Linked DNA regions of Mus musculus: region 1 is linked to region 2. The links are chromatin contacts, called in public Hi-C maps. All regions are on one chromosome and are shown on one strand. The core of a region is the stretch at or near the end of the contact, and the rest is flanking DNA. Distances in the headings are between cores, read along the strand shown. Region 1 has its middle 170 kb from the start of Gm46016. Region 2 has its middle 30 kb from the start of Gm36234.

Region 1 (6,871 bases), core at 3,499-5,998, 440 kb before region 2:
GCTAACTTTCTTTCAAAAAGGCCAGTTGGCACACTTGGTAAAATGGCCACGAGCCTGGATAAAGGATGGGAGATCCCATCAGCGGGAGTCACCTGTGCTACCTTGACCATTCCTCTGAAATGCTCTGAAAACCGAACAGGAAAGAAGACAACCTTAGTTTTAAAGAGCCTCCTGGAACCTTTGCCTCTGAGGTAGGGATTCATGACACGAGCATTTATACTTGGTTTCAAGCCAGAGCAGAAGAGCAAGGTTCATGTGCTTTGTATAAGAGTGTCCCAGCACCTTGCCACAGACAAGGCTAGCTACATTCGTGTCAACGCTTAATCATCAAATGGCAATATTCCCTGACAGTCAAGAGCTTGGCTGCTGGATTCAGGCTGTCTGCACTGCAAGCCAGGTCTGCCATCTAGGTCTAGTTCAGCCAGGATAAAGGATCAGGATCCAGTAACAGGACAGTTAGCTTCTCTGTGCCCCAGCTCACCACTCTGATGCAGGAGATTCATAATGGCATCTTAGCCCAGAGCATTATTTGGGAAATTAATTGTGCTAGCTTGGATGACACCCCTGGAAGAGTACCTGACACCAGGTTAAACATGTGTTATCATGTTTCCTGGACGGTGGTACCTCCCAGTCTACAAAGGCCGTCAGTCATCACTGGCCCATTCAGTAACTGCAATGATGTAAGGGGAACTCTCCTGTATCCTCCCTGCTCTCTCACTCCACAGAAAACTCAGGGATGGCAGAAGGATGCTGGCTTGTTTAAAGGATGAAGAACATATATTGTAACTAAGTTAGGAGGGGTTCTTTGCCCTCTGTATTTAATGTAGGAGTTCTAAAGAATAATGGAAGAAAAAGTTAGAATCTGGTTATCATTGTTTTTGTCGTTTTTGCTGTTTTGAGATAGTAGCTCATGCAGCCAAATCTGACCTCAAACTTACTGTGTAGCTAAGAATGACCCTCAGTCCTTCTGCCCCCACTTTCCAAGTGTTGGGATTTACAGGCAGGCCATGGCAGCTGGCATATAGTTTGACTCTTCAGCATTTCCCAAAGTCTTTCTGTTAAAGGGTCAGTGCCCATGTGGCACTATTAGGTGAGACCACAGGAGGTGGGTCTCTCCTTTTCTTTGCTGTGGTTTCCTGGTTGGCTCAGAATGGAGCAGTTTAGAACCCATGGAAGAGAGGTCTCAAAGCAATGGGGTCATCTAAGCAGGACAATGGGATTATATTATCAGGACAATGAGAACATATGACTATGCAATGATATCAACTAATTAAAACAAAGCGATCATCTGATCAAGAAATTGGCATTATATGACCAGGCAATGGTATCACATGATCAGAAAAATGGCATCCTATGATCAGGACAATGGCATCATATGACTAGGCAAGAGCATCATCAGATCAGAACAATGACATCATATGATCCGGACAATGGGATCATCTGATTACAATCTAAAACCTCTTCCAAAGCCAAGAGCCAAAATAAATCCTTCTCATAATTTGACTCAGATACTTGTCATAGTCACAGAAAGCAGAGTAGTAATTCACGGGCCTGTCCCACAGTTGCCAAGTTTTCTGTTGCTCATGGTTCAGCGGTCACAGGTCACCTCTCAGTGGCTCTTTAGCTTCTGAGCTGGAGGGAGGCAGCATCATAGTGAAGAGAGACAGTGGAGGAATGGAGACACTCACCACATAGTGACCAGGAAGCAGGAAGAGCAAGGGGAGAAGAAACCCTCCTAAGTGACCCACTTCCCCCCACTAGACCCCAGTGATGAAGTCAGAGCTACCACAGGGGAATCACTCTCGATGGCAGGATGTACCAGATGAGGATGAAGTCTCCATCAGATAAGCCTTTTGGGGGGGGGGAACATGTATATACAAGTTTTAACAGGGCTCTCTCCATCTCAACAAACTTAAGACAGTCCCCCCTACACACATACTCAGGCTCTGCTCAACCAAAACTGGAATTAGAAAATTCATGACCCACGGATTTCTTTTCTTTTGCCATGAATTTTCCTGAGGACTCTAATCCACACTGACATCCTCCAGGCCTGAATTATTTAGGGCATGACTAATAATAATAATTTATAAACAGCTCTCTTCAAGTGTCTGTCACAGCGGTTTTAGGCAGACAGTATGGCATCCATTTTGTGAAGAAGGAAACTGAAGGACAGGGCATTTGGATTACGTATCCAAACTTCAGAGTGAATAAGCCTTCTAATAATGCGGGTTGGGCTAAACTCAAAATGTTTGCCTTCAGTGATTTCATAACTACTGTTGGAACCAACATTAAAACATTAATAACTTCTTTTTTAAAATATCTATTTTAGTTTACATTATGTGCATGAGCCTTTTGCCCGCCTGTATGCATGCATTTATGTATGCATGTATGCAAGTAAGTATGCATGCAAGTATGTACGTATACATGTATGCATATGTGTATACATGTATGCATGTATGTATGCAAGTATATATGCATGCATGTGTGCATGCATGTATGTATGTACACCATATGAGTGTGGTGCCCATGAGATCAGAAGAGCACATGAGATACTCTGGACTTGGAAGTACAGGCAGGTGTGAAATGCAGTGTGGGTGTCCGGAACCAATCTGGGTCTTCTGCAAGAAGAGGAAGGGCCCTTGACCATTGAGCCGCCTTTCCATCTCCCATTAATTATTTCTAGTTAATTCCTGGAAGTAGGAATCAGGTGGAGGAAATATCGTGCCTCCTCATCTGTGGCCACCATGAAGATGTGTTTAATGGAGCCTGCTTGTTATCCTCATCAGAATTAGTAGTCTTCAGTCGGTGAAGGAAGAATATAGACAAGAAAAAAACCTCTAGATAGGAAACAAGAAGCCAGGAGATCCCTCGCCTCCTTCTCGCTCACGACCATGCCCAGGTGGAAATCACAAGGACACAAAGGTGTGACTAGAAGTGAAGAAATGGGTGTGTGCTCATTTTCCAACTAAATGACTCTCAGTGTCGCAGTAATGTTTGATGTTCTGTTGTTACCTGGGATCTTTCAGAGGTCTGGAAGAAACACGGAACCTGTCCAGTCCAATGGGACATGAAATGTCTTCCCTTTATCTAGGCACAATGCACACCTGAGACTAAGAAATAAACAAACAAACAAAAACGAATCATGAATTCAAGGCCAGCCTGAGCTACAATGAAGAGATGCTACCTCAAAGAATCAAAGCCAAAGCCATAAAAGAGCTTCTCTCTTGCAGGTATTATAGTACACAAATCATAGAAATTCCCTATACTCATGAACTGCCCTTTACAGCCCATGAAGTAGATTCTCGCATATCTTGTTGTAACATTAGCATATCCCAAGTCTAGACACGCCCCTCGATAAACTACAGAGCTTCGCAGGCTAAGTACTCACCGTTCAAACTTGATTTTCAGAGATCTCAGTCCACACTGGCCATTTCAACCTGAGGAATACAGAGGGATGGATGTAGTGTATAGGTCTGATCTACCATACTATGACCTCCCCAGTGACTGGCTGCATCTAGAGAGTCAGAACTTAACCACAAGCCGCCCAGAGCTGTCAGTCCACATCCAGTGTTGCCATCCTGCTTTGGTGCCCCTGTGTAACTAGAATTCCTGGAAGATGGAGACAATTCTTTGCGCCTTGTCTGTGTTCCCCAAACATGTCCAAAGCTATTCTGGAGATGTAACACCCCTCAAATTTCAGTAATATTCTCCCTCTTAAAGAGAGTCTTTCTGCCTGTTGAGCCCACACCAAGCAGGCTCATCTCCAGTAAGGCACAGCAGCCGGCAACCATAGACACCATGAAGAAATATGGAGTCTGAGACCATCAGCTGAGAGTCACGGAACTGATTCCTCTATCCACACCACCCACTTATCATTTCACTTCCTTCCTTGAACTTGGGACATGGTTCAGTCACAGGGATCAGAGTTCGTCCATGCTTCTGTCCATGGGCTTTGGATAGATTCCGGTGGCCATGGGAATCCCCTCTCGGTCCCAAGACGGTTATTGCCACCCCCGACCTCTCCATCGGAAGCATCAACCATCAACCTTTTAGACCGATGCCAGGATTTAGCCACATAAAATACCTTTGCTTAGCAACCTCTCATGGTGTGATATGGGTGAAACCAAGCTGTATGGCTGTGATTGCAAAGAGCAATGGGGCAGGGTTAAGAACCTGACCCAAACATGCAGCCTGTCCCAACACAAGCCCAGAGGCAAGCTCAAAGAGTCTCTACTCCCACTTCCTGACCTAACCACTAGACTGGGCTCCTACCGCTTTACGAAAATGATTTGTTTTTAATTAAAATAGGAGCATAAATTATTTTTATCCTTATATTATTGGGTGGTAAGTGAATTCACAGTAACTCGTTGGATTTTTTTTTAAATCTATTTTAAATATAAACACACTGCCATATTTTCTGTGGGTTTGAAAGCTTATGTTAAGTTTGCAAATAAGTCAACTTCACAAAGATAACATCTTTCCTTAAAAAACGTGTTGCAATCTAACGGCATGCAACTGAAAATTAACATCTTATTAAGAAAAATGCATGAATCCTCCCTGTGTTGCAAAGGTCCAGAGGAGGTTGGGGTCCTCGCCTTCCTCTGGGACCAGAATCACTCACTAGGCAAGCTATACCCTGACGCCGTCTCCTTCATTCCAGTTATTCTCTGCAGCCCAAACATGCCTCCCATGCCACAGAAAACTGCTGTTTTATTCTGGGTTGTGCTTAACTCTCTTTTTGAGTCCACCTCCTTACACATCTGACAGATGCAGCATTCACAAGGGAGCCTGAATCAGTCTGGTCCACCCTGAAAAGGTGCTGTCTGTGGCAGCTGCGTATGACCGCCCTGTGATTCTCAGCCCTGTTGTCTGTCTCTGTCTGTGCTTGGGAGGATCCAGGTAAACCTCTGTGAGAATTTTAATAACCAGACCTCAGGTGGCCATCACAACAGCCTCTCGGTGACGGGGACATAGCACAGGGCTCCTAACCCATTACAAGGAAAATAAAAGCCCAAGGCCACAAAGGGCTGAGAATCATTTGGAGACATAATGAGAGTTATCTGTGCACAGGTCCCCAGGCAAATCTTTCTATTCTTGTTCCCTCTCTGTCCTCTTCTCTAAAGAGTAGCTTAGGAGCCCAGCAGACTAACCCAGAGCCCCAGCTCTTTCTCCTGTCCCTGTGTGACAAATGCTTGCAGCCCCACACTGACTTGCAGCAGGGCATGGGGTGAAGAGGGCGGGGTCTCCAGGTATGCCACACACAAGCCTGTTTTTACTCTGCCCCCAGGCCCACGGGTCTTCAGACACCTCACCAAAATAAAAAATACTCTCATAAATTCAAAAAGGGGAAAGCTGTCAAAACCTGCATGAGTTGTTTAAATACCATGAATAAGAACAAGCAACAATAGGGACATCAATGAAGATGTGTCTCCTTCAGACTTGGCCACGTGCCACCCGATGCAAGTTCCCCCACCAAGCACTGCTGCTAGGGAGGGAGTGGAGCTCACCCACCTCTTCTCCACAGCCCCTCCCCAGGAAAGAATTTCTGACAAGCCACTCAGCTAGCATTCCCCACCCCATCTCCTTTCATTTGCATCCTCATTAGAATAATACGATTTCACAAAGTAGGTGGGGGTGTGAGCCGGCACCATTTGGAAGAGGAAATGTTGAACTTCAGACTCCATGGCAGGAACAGTCCCACGGGGAGCCAGCTCAGGTCTGGCACACACTGCACCTTCCACACTCAGCCGGAGCTTGGAAGGACATTATAACTAGGACCATATGAGGAGCTTCAGCGTTGACCCAAACCAGAAGAGGGCCTATTTGCTTTTGTTTTCCAAAGGGACCTTGGCATCAGAAGAAGGGTTAAAAGAACATGTTTTCACAGAGGATGGGAAAATGTTGCCTTTTGCTTGGTTTTCTTAAAGATGCTGGCGCTTGGCTGAGAACTACCACATGCCAACTTTTGGAAGTCAGTCCAGAGTGGAGTCGGACTCTATAGCCAGTGTTTTCAGGGTGCCTGCTGTTGGTTTCTGTTATGTTTTATCTGTCGTTTGTTTTTAGAGTGTGCATCTATTGAATAATACCTTGTAAATATTTCTGGTCACTTGAAAGCACAGGATAAATAAGGCAAAGTGAGTTTCCCTTGCATCTCAAGCTGGTTTAGATTTGTCTACTCCGGGTGGGTGGGTAGAGTTTCTTTTATTTCTTAAAAACCTGGAAAACCCTATGAAGCCACCCCACCCCACCCTACCCCCACCCCACCCCACCCCCCCAAAAATCCCTCAGCATATTTTCTTGTAATTGCTTAACTGGTTTCTACGTCAAGGGAGGCGGCTGCTATTCACTGTAAAGACATAGAATAAACATTTCAGAACAAATTCAGGAAGGACAGACTTGGAGTTAAGGAAGCAGAGACGTGGGGCAATATGATGACTTCTGCATGATTTTGAAATGAGTTAAGCTCCACAGAAGTTCCTTCTGGCATTTTCTAGCGCATCTTGGTGAACTAGATCTCCAGAAATTAACAAGCCTAAAGGAGAGGGGGAATATGGATAAAGAAAATGGTCCCCGGTAGCATTTCGGGTTTGGGTGGGCTTGCCAGGGGCAGAAAGGGGCTGTGCTTGGGATGGTGCAGGAAAAGAAAAAGAATGTGGCCTTCTGACAGGATTGCACTCTCACCCCAGGTCCCCTGTCCCGCACGCGCTAAGGGCTTCCCCACACGGTGTGGCTCTGGTGTTTTGCTATCCTCTAAACACAGCATATTTTTGTACACAGGATAACATTTCAATTTTTCATAGAAATGGCAAATCTGCAGAAGTGGCGGCTGGCAGGAGGGAGGCTAAGCCTCTTTAGAAACTATCCTTTATGC
Region 2 (7,088 bases), core at 2,385-4,884:
TACATACATAAGAATGGCCTCTCCCATCACCCCTCACCACCTGCATGAGTCGAGAGAGCTGACCCAAGGTCATGAGAGCAAGAGATCCGGCCCTGCTCCTCCCTGGGCAGCACAGTGGAGCTGGCCCTAATGGCAAAGGCATGGGTGAGCCAGCCCCAAGGATGTGTCTGCAGGAGAGCGGGCACAGCCCCTTGCTGGCTGTGGCATTAGAGGGGCTAGTTATCCAGGGCAGTGCTAGAGAGCTTGTCCTGGTTGTGTGGGTATAGACTGAACTGGCAGGCTGACCCACTCGGCTACCACCCAGGCCCAGATCCACGACTTTGAGTTGGGCCACTCTAAAGTTTATCTCATCTATGATCTGCTAGCATGTGAAAGGGCCGGTCCTTCAGATCCAAAGCTGCAGGACCTCCATGACACAGGACAAGCAAGAGGAGTGCCAGTGAGAATCCAGTATGGACAGTGTAGCAGAGGCCAGAGTCCTCTAACCAGACCAACGACTCATTGCAATGAACATTTGCAAGTAAAGATGTGTGGACAGAGGGGTGCGCTGTGGGACACACTGTGACACACTACAGCTTCCATGATGAGATGTTTTCTATGGTCTGTTGTTGTTGTTGATTTATTTTTATTTCTTATGTAAGGGAGATTGCAAGGGCAAAGAACAGATACAAAGGGACCGGAAATGGGTGGGACTGGAATGCATGCGGTGAAACTCTCAAAGAATCAATAAAAAGTTTTTTAAAAAGAAAAAAGAAACTAACAACATTAAAAAGGAAGGAAGGAAGGAAGGAAGGAAGGAAGGAAGGAAGGAAGGAAGGAAGGAAGGGAGAAAGAGAGAGAAAGAGAGAAAGTCTAGCAGCAAAAATTCCAGTGAGAATATGGGGAAAGAGGAGACATTGTTCACTGCTGGCAGAAATTTAAATCAACACATCCACTATGGAAATTAGAATGAAAGTTAAAAATAAAAAACAAATACTGATATAGTAAAGAATGAAGTTTAATCCAGCTGTGGCACTCCTGGCTAGACACCTGAAGGAATGAAAGCTAGTGTACATTCTTGCCCACTGTGACACCATCCACATCAGCCAATATGAGATCAGATGACTAATTTTTTAAACATGGTATATTATTCAGCCCTGAAAAATGAAGTCGTGTCATTTACAGGAAAATGAAGGAAGCTAGAGATGGTCATACCAAGCAAAACTAAGCCAGACTCAAAAATATGTTGCATGTCTTATAAGCAAAATCTATATTTTTTTAAAGACATAAAAGTAGAAGGGGGTGATCAGTTACAAGCTCCCAGGACCTACTGTCCCTGGGACACATTTTGCTGCCCCACAGCATCTGACCAAACACTGAACAGCAGTGGGTACAGAGACTCATGACAGTTCAAGGCACTCATAAGTGATGGTTGAGTGTTCAGTCCTAAACAGAACATTTATCACACAGACACACACAGACACAGACACAGACAGACACAGACACACACACACACACACACACACACACCTCAGGTAACACTGAGGCTGAGAACAGAACTTAAGACCAGGAGAAGGACTGGGAAATGCTGGCTTTGGGACATGGCACAACCTTCGTGACCTCACGCACCTGTGAATGACAGTACTGTGAAGGCTGTCCCTGTGGACAGCTGATCGGAGGTCAGGGAGGGGCCCTGGGGGCCCTACATTGTTAGACTGCAAAGCTGATTCCCAGCCATGCTCTGCCCACAAGATTAGCGTAGGACAATAGTTGAAAGAGCACTGGGTCCCACTGAGCCTCTCCTCTCCCGCTAGCTATATATTCTAGAAACGGTCCAGACCATCCACTCCATCTCTAGCACAGCCCCACACCATATGTAAAGGAAGAAGCACAGAGGAGGGACCAGCTCCCACACACGCCCTGTTTGTATTGAAGACAGAGACCCACATGGTCAGATAGAGCTGCCTCTTGTCTTCCATGGTCATAATGGAGGAGAGGACCAACCCTCCCCTGTTGAGGGTCACCTGTCCATCATCTTCATTACCTTCAGATTCCCCAAAGATGGAGACACATTTTAATCTAGCAATGCTGTCCCGTAAGCTAGTCAATTAAGGGGCCTGGGGAGATGGACAGGTGTTTTCTAGAAAAGCACTCCTGTCCTGCTCAGGGCCAAGATTGCCAGTAAAGGAAGAAGAGATAGCCTCTACCCAGCAAGCTCATGCCGAATCTAGAGAGAGGAAATCTAAGTAGCAACGACAGACACCCTGTGGACAGAAAGTATGGCTTCAGAGGACCCCTGAGCTGTGGGCACCTACACCTGTGTTCACTGGGGCAAACAAACAACGCATCCTTTAACATTCCAACGTGTGGAATGAATTCTCTACCAAACATCACTTATCACTTAAAGTTCAAGGATGGCTCTAGAGATGAGTTCATTCAACAGCCCACAGCCTAGAGGGGCTTGGGGGGAGCTGGCTGAAAAGCCAAGGGTTGGACTTGCCCCACTCTGGAAGAGGGAATGCTATAGAGAGCTCAGATTCTGGGATTGGCACCAAGCCCCCCCCCCCCTCCCCGGCCCCAAACACACACAGGAATGAACCAGTGGGGAAGTTCTGCTTTGGCCTGAGGCAGGGGTGAAGGGACCGGAAGCAGCTGAGCAGTGATTAAATACATTAACTGCCCTAAAAGTCGAGAGACTACCCTAGAACTCTGTTCTTAGTTCGCCATCTTTGCAAGGGCAAAATAAACGTACTTTTCAAAACTATAAATGAAGACAGGGTCCCCTCACACAGCACAGAGCCCACCGTCCCCGCTACACTCCCTACTTTCTTCAAGATGTATCGGGATGATACTGGATTCGTCTGTGACTCCATGAGGGTAGAGTTCAGAGGCCCCGGGTGTGCCTGTCCTTTACCTGAGAATGTGGAATGGAGGAAGATGCCCTAGGCACACATATGACCACCACTGACAGAAAGTCCATTGAACCCCAGTAGGCCCTCAGCTTCCTCCTGAGTAGAAAGACCAAGCCTGGGCTTTAGAGATCCTTCGCTTCCATTAATAATAATGGGATGTAATACTGGCAATGTGCCTGTGATTTTCTGGGTAACCTCAACTTCTGTCCCCATTGTCTGCAGGGCCACCACCCCTCAGCCATGAGTATGCCCTCCTGCCTCAGGCACTGTAAGGTATCTGCGCTCCTATCCATTGAGAAGCAGATTGGATCCACTCCAAAACTGTGGCTCTCTGTCCAGTCCTCAGAGAACACTTCTATTTTGAGGGAGTTTAATTTGAGTCCAGTCAGAATCACATGGGATGGGTTTGCCTCAAACATGCTAAGATGCAGGCAGCTGCTCAATTAAAAAAAAAAAATTTAAAAATCCCCAAATAGCCCTTGTTCTTTTTTTTTTTTTTTTTTTTTTGCATTTTTATAAGTTCTTTGAAAGGAAAAAGAGAAAAAGAAAGATGGAGAAATGCTGAGTTTCTCCCTCCTCCACATGACCCCCCTCCCCCTGGTGATAAGAAAGACCCAGAGTAGATGTGAACAGGAGGAGAGGAGAAACCCAGCTGGGCTTTTGCAGGGCCCCACCCCACCCACTGCAGGCAACTGTGGTTCCCTCTGGTTCTGGTTTGGAGAGAAAAGAGGAGTCATAGCGTTTGCTCCCCCGGATCCTGGGAAGATGGCCAGCCCTGTACTGTGCTGGTACCCACAGGCTCAGCACTGCTGGGTCTTGGAGACCCACAGCTGGAACCCACCAACCAGGTCACCTGCTGGGGAACAGGATGAGAACAAAGAACCACCCCCCTGGCTTGATCCTTTTGTTTAAAACCCACCAGCCCCCACCACAGGGTCAGCCTCTCCCTTTTTCAAGGGATAACTATTTGCCTGCAAGGTACCCTTACAAATCCCCACATCTCCTCACTCCACAGTTCAAACTAGGTCTCCAAATTGGCACTGCTGGGATGTTAAGCACTGGAAAATTCTGGATGACCTTTTATTAACATTTTCTAAACCAATATGTGTTAGTAGGATGTGTTTTGTTGCTGGGCCGGGTGGGTTATTTATTTATTTATTTACTTTGCTACAAGTACCCAGAGGAATTATGAAAAATACTTGGTTTCTGTAGTTTATCCCATATGCTCTTAATAGGCTCACAAATATAATACCATTATAAAAAAGAAAAACTGCCAAGTCTGCTAAAAAAATTGTCATAACACTAAATTATTATATAAATATAAAGGGAGTGTGTCTGTAAAATATTCAGTCAATGAACATCCCTAGGTGATGGTTTCACAGTGTTGTTTTTATTCCTGGGAGATCCATAACGCATTTGGGCTTGCCACGTGTCACCACGTGAGTCAGGCAGTTAACGCGTGTGCTTTTCAGAAGGGTGTCTTCCCCATAGAACGAGCTATAAAAAAATGGAGAGATCCTGTTGCTTTGTGTGATAGGCATAATTTAATGTCTTGCTTATAACACTGCATCTTAAGGAAAAATACATACTGTCCTATGTAGTTATTTACAATATATTGCTAAGTCTATGCAAATGGGTTTCCCGAGCCCAGGATTATATAACAAAGGTCAACAATGTTTGAAATATTTCGAAGCATATTCCCAGTATGCTCAGGGTACATGGCTAATGTCCGATATATGCACATATATCTTAATATATTTCCAGATATTTCTGTGCGTTGTTCTTCCCATAGCTTCCCACGGAATACCGTTAAGGGGGGGGGGGGGGGCGTCCGGCTTTCTGAAGAGAGCCAAATGTTGCTATCCATCTTGGAAAAATTTATTAAAGTGGCTAATTATGCGGTCCTTAGTATTGAATTAGTGAGGAGGTTCCGTGACACCGCTGCAGGAGTAGGGAAGCAGAGCCATTTCCTTGGTACCGAAGTGAGACACTCAACAAATGAGAAGCCAAAGGCTCATCTACGAGGCCTTAGATTTTGGTCACAGATTTCCAAATCAGGCATTGCATGTGTGTATGTGTGTGTGTGTGTCTGTCTGTCTGTCTGTCTGTCTGTCTGTCTCTGTGTCTCTGTGTGTGTACATGTGTGTGCTTGTTATTATAAGGTGTACAACAGACCCATGAGCAAACACACATACACATACACTAAACTCCTTCCAAATACTAAAATGTCATTATATTTTTAAGGTTTTATTTATTATTCTTTTTAACTCTGTGCGTGCATGTGTGCAGGGGAGGGGTGCATATGAGTACAGGTACCCGTGGAGGCCAAAAGTGTTAGATTCCCTAGAGCAGGGGTTAGAGGCAGTTGTGAGCTTCCTGACATGGATGCTGGGACTCAGATTCCAGCCTTCTGGAAGCCCATTGGCACAGACTTCTGACCCCCAGCCACCTCTCTAGCCCTCATTCTTATCTTTTTTATGGGAATTATTTGAATTATTGAGGAAAAACTGACTGTTGCATGAGGGTGAGAAAGGTTTACACAAAGCAAACCTCCTAGACCCAAGTCCTGCCCCAGAGAGGATGTGAAAGAGAGATCTGCTTGTCTCAAGGTGTCTAGACTGAACCCTCAGAGCTGCCCTCCATCCCTGCTCCCTGTATAATCGCCAAGTTGAATGTAGTAAACACCACCAGGAAAGAGTCCAGTAGAAAAGATGCTCACCCCTGGAGTATGGTCCAGGCTAGACGGGTCATCTGCCTTCTCATTGCTGACACACTGTGCAGCATCTCATCTCTGGACCACCACATCAGCTTTAAGTTGTCCTGGTCTTAAAGGCCTTCAAAACTCCAAGGCAAGCCAGGCATGATGGCTCACTTCTGAAATCCCAGAATGTAGGAGGCTGAGGAGGGAGGATCATGACCAGTCTGGACTGCATAGCGAGTCCATAGCTGGCGTGGGCTACATAAAGTTGTCAAGGCAAGGCTGGGCTACATAGCAACATCAAAGTCAACATGGGCTTCCTTAGCAAGTTCCAGACCATCATAACCTCCACAGTGAGTTTCAGGCAAAAAAAAAAAAAAAAAAAAAAAAACAACATATGAGGGAAACTTAAGGAGGCTCCACAGTTAAGGATGCTTGAAGCATCCCCAGTTGCCTCCCATGACCTACACACACACACACATACACCTTTTTTTCTTTTAATTTTTAAAGCTCTTAGCTAGACAAATTCCTTGAGCAGCAGAGAGGGCTCAGGGAGTCCAGGACCCTTGCTGAGAGGCGAGAACTGGCTTCTGCAAGTTGTCCTCAGCCCTCCACGCACTCTCTGTGCCACATCCAAGCCCTCGCACAAGTGAACACAAATATAAACAAATACATGTCATCTTTAAATCCTTAAAGCACAAAAACGACTTCCAAGGTAAAACCTTCTGATGAATCCATTGACCAAACCCTTTGCCCACTTCGGGCCGTAGGAGCCCAGCTGGATGTGGTGATGGATCAGGGTCCTTTCAAGAGACTCCATTTCCGCATCATCAGTAAAGCAATCGCAACCTGGCTGCTGAGTCCTTTGCAAGGGATGGGATTGGTGGGCCCAGACTTTCTCTAAATAATGTCTTGCAGCCTTGTTCCCACAAAAAATAGTGGTGTGGAACCTTCCGGAACAGTGTTCCTGGGATAGCTAATCTTGGGTAGCGACTTGACATACCTGGGGAGAAAGAGCCTCAGCTGAAGAATTGCCTGGACCAGGCTAGTCTGTGGCAAGTCTGTGGGGCAGTTTCTTGATTAATGATTGATGCGTGAGGGCCCAGCCTACCATGGCGGTGCCACGTCTGGGCAGGTGGTTCTGAGTATAGATATAGATACGTGTGTGTGTGTGTGTGTGTGTGTGTGTGTGTGTGTGTGTGTGTGTGTGTATACTGAGCCAGCCACGGGGAGCAAGCCAGTTCCATTCCCACTTCCAGGTTCCTGCCCCGACTTCCTGATAGACTATAAACTATAGGCTGAAATAATCCCTTTCCTTCCCAAATTGCTTTTGGTCATGCTGTTTATCACAGCAACAACAACAACAACAACAACAACAACAACAACAACAACAAAATGGACACCCTCTGCCCCACCCCAGTCCCCAGAAGTAGAATGCATATGTCCCCAGAAGAGACCCACTTCCTCAGGAAGAAGGTGTCATGGCCACACATTGCTCC

Evidence for each region. A called contact is a pair of places that touch in the nucleus more often than the background predicts.
Region 1: a Hi-C map of cerebral cortex shows a contact between it and region 2, with 5 times the contacts expected there. The contact joins two enhancer-like sites. A contact is called at or near these places in 11 of 484 Hi-C or Micro-C datasets (cerebral cortex, cortical neurons, differentiating embryonic stem cells and 5 more) and 1 of 115 datasets of contacts at active chromatin or transcription factors (neural progenitor cells).

The regions. Positions count from the first base shown.
Region 1 is chr7:36,332,923-36,339,793 of GRCm38.p6, reverse strand. No RefSeq gene overlaps it. Among named protein-coding and RNA genes, the nearest start is that of Gm46016, 170 kb to the right of the region's middle. Within about 2 kb of position 4,748, at least 9 of the 459 cell types and tissues checked have an H3K27ac peak or open chromatin away from gene starts, as enhancers often do. A contact at or near this core is called in cerebral cortex, where this site is marked.
Region 2 is chr7:35,890,042-35,897,129 of GRCm38.p6, reverse strand. No RefSeq gene overlaps it. Among named protein-coding and RNA genes, the nearest start is that of Gm36234, 30 kb to the left of the region's middle. Within about 2 kb of position 3,634, at least 6 of the 459 cell types and tissues checked have an H3K27ac peak or open chromatin away from gene starts, as enhancers often do. A contact at or near this core is called in cerebral cortex, where this site is marked.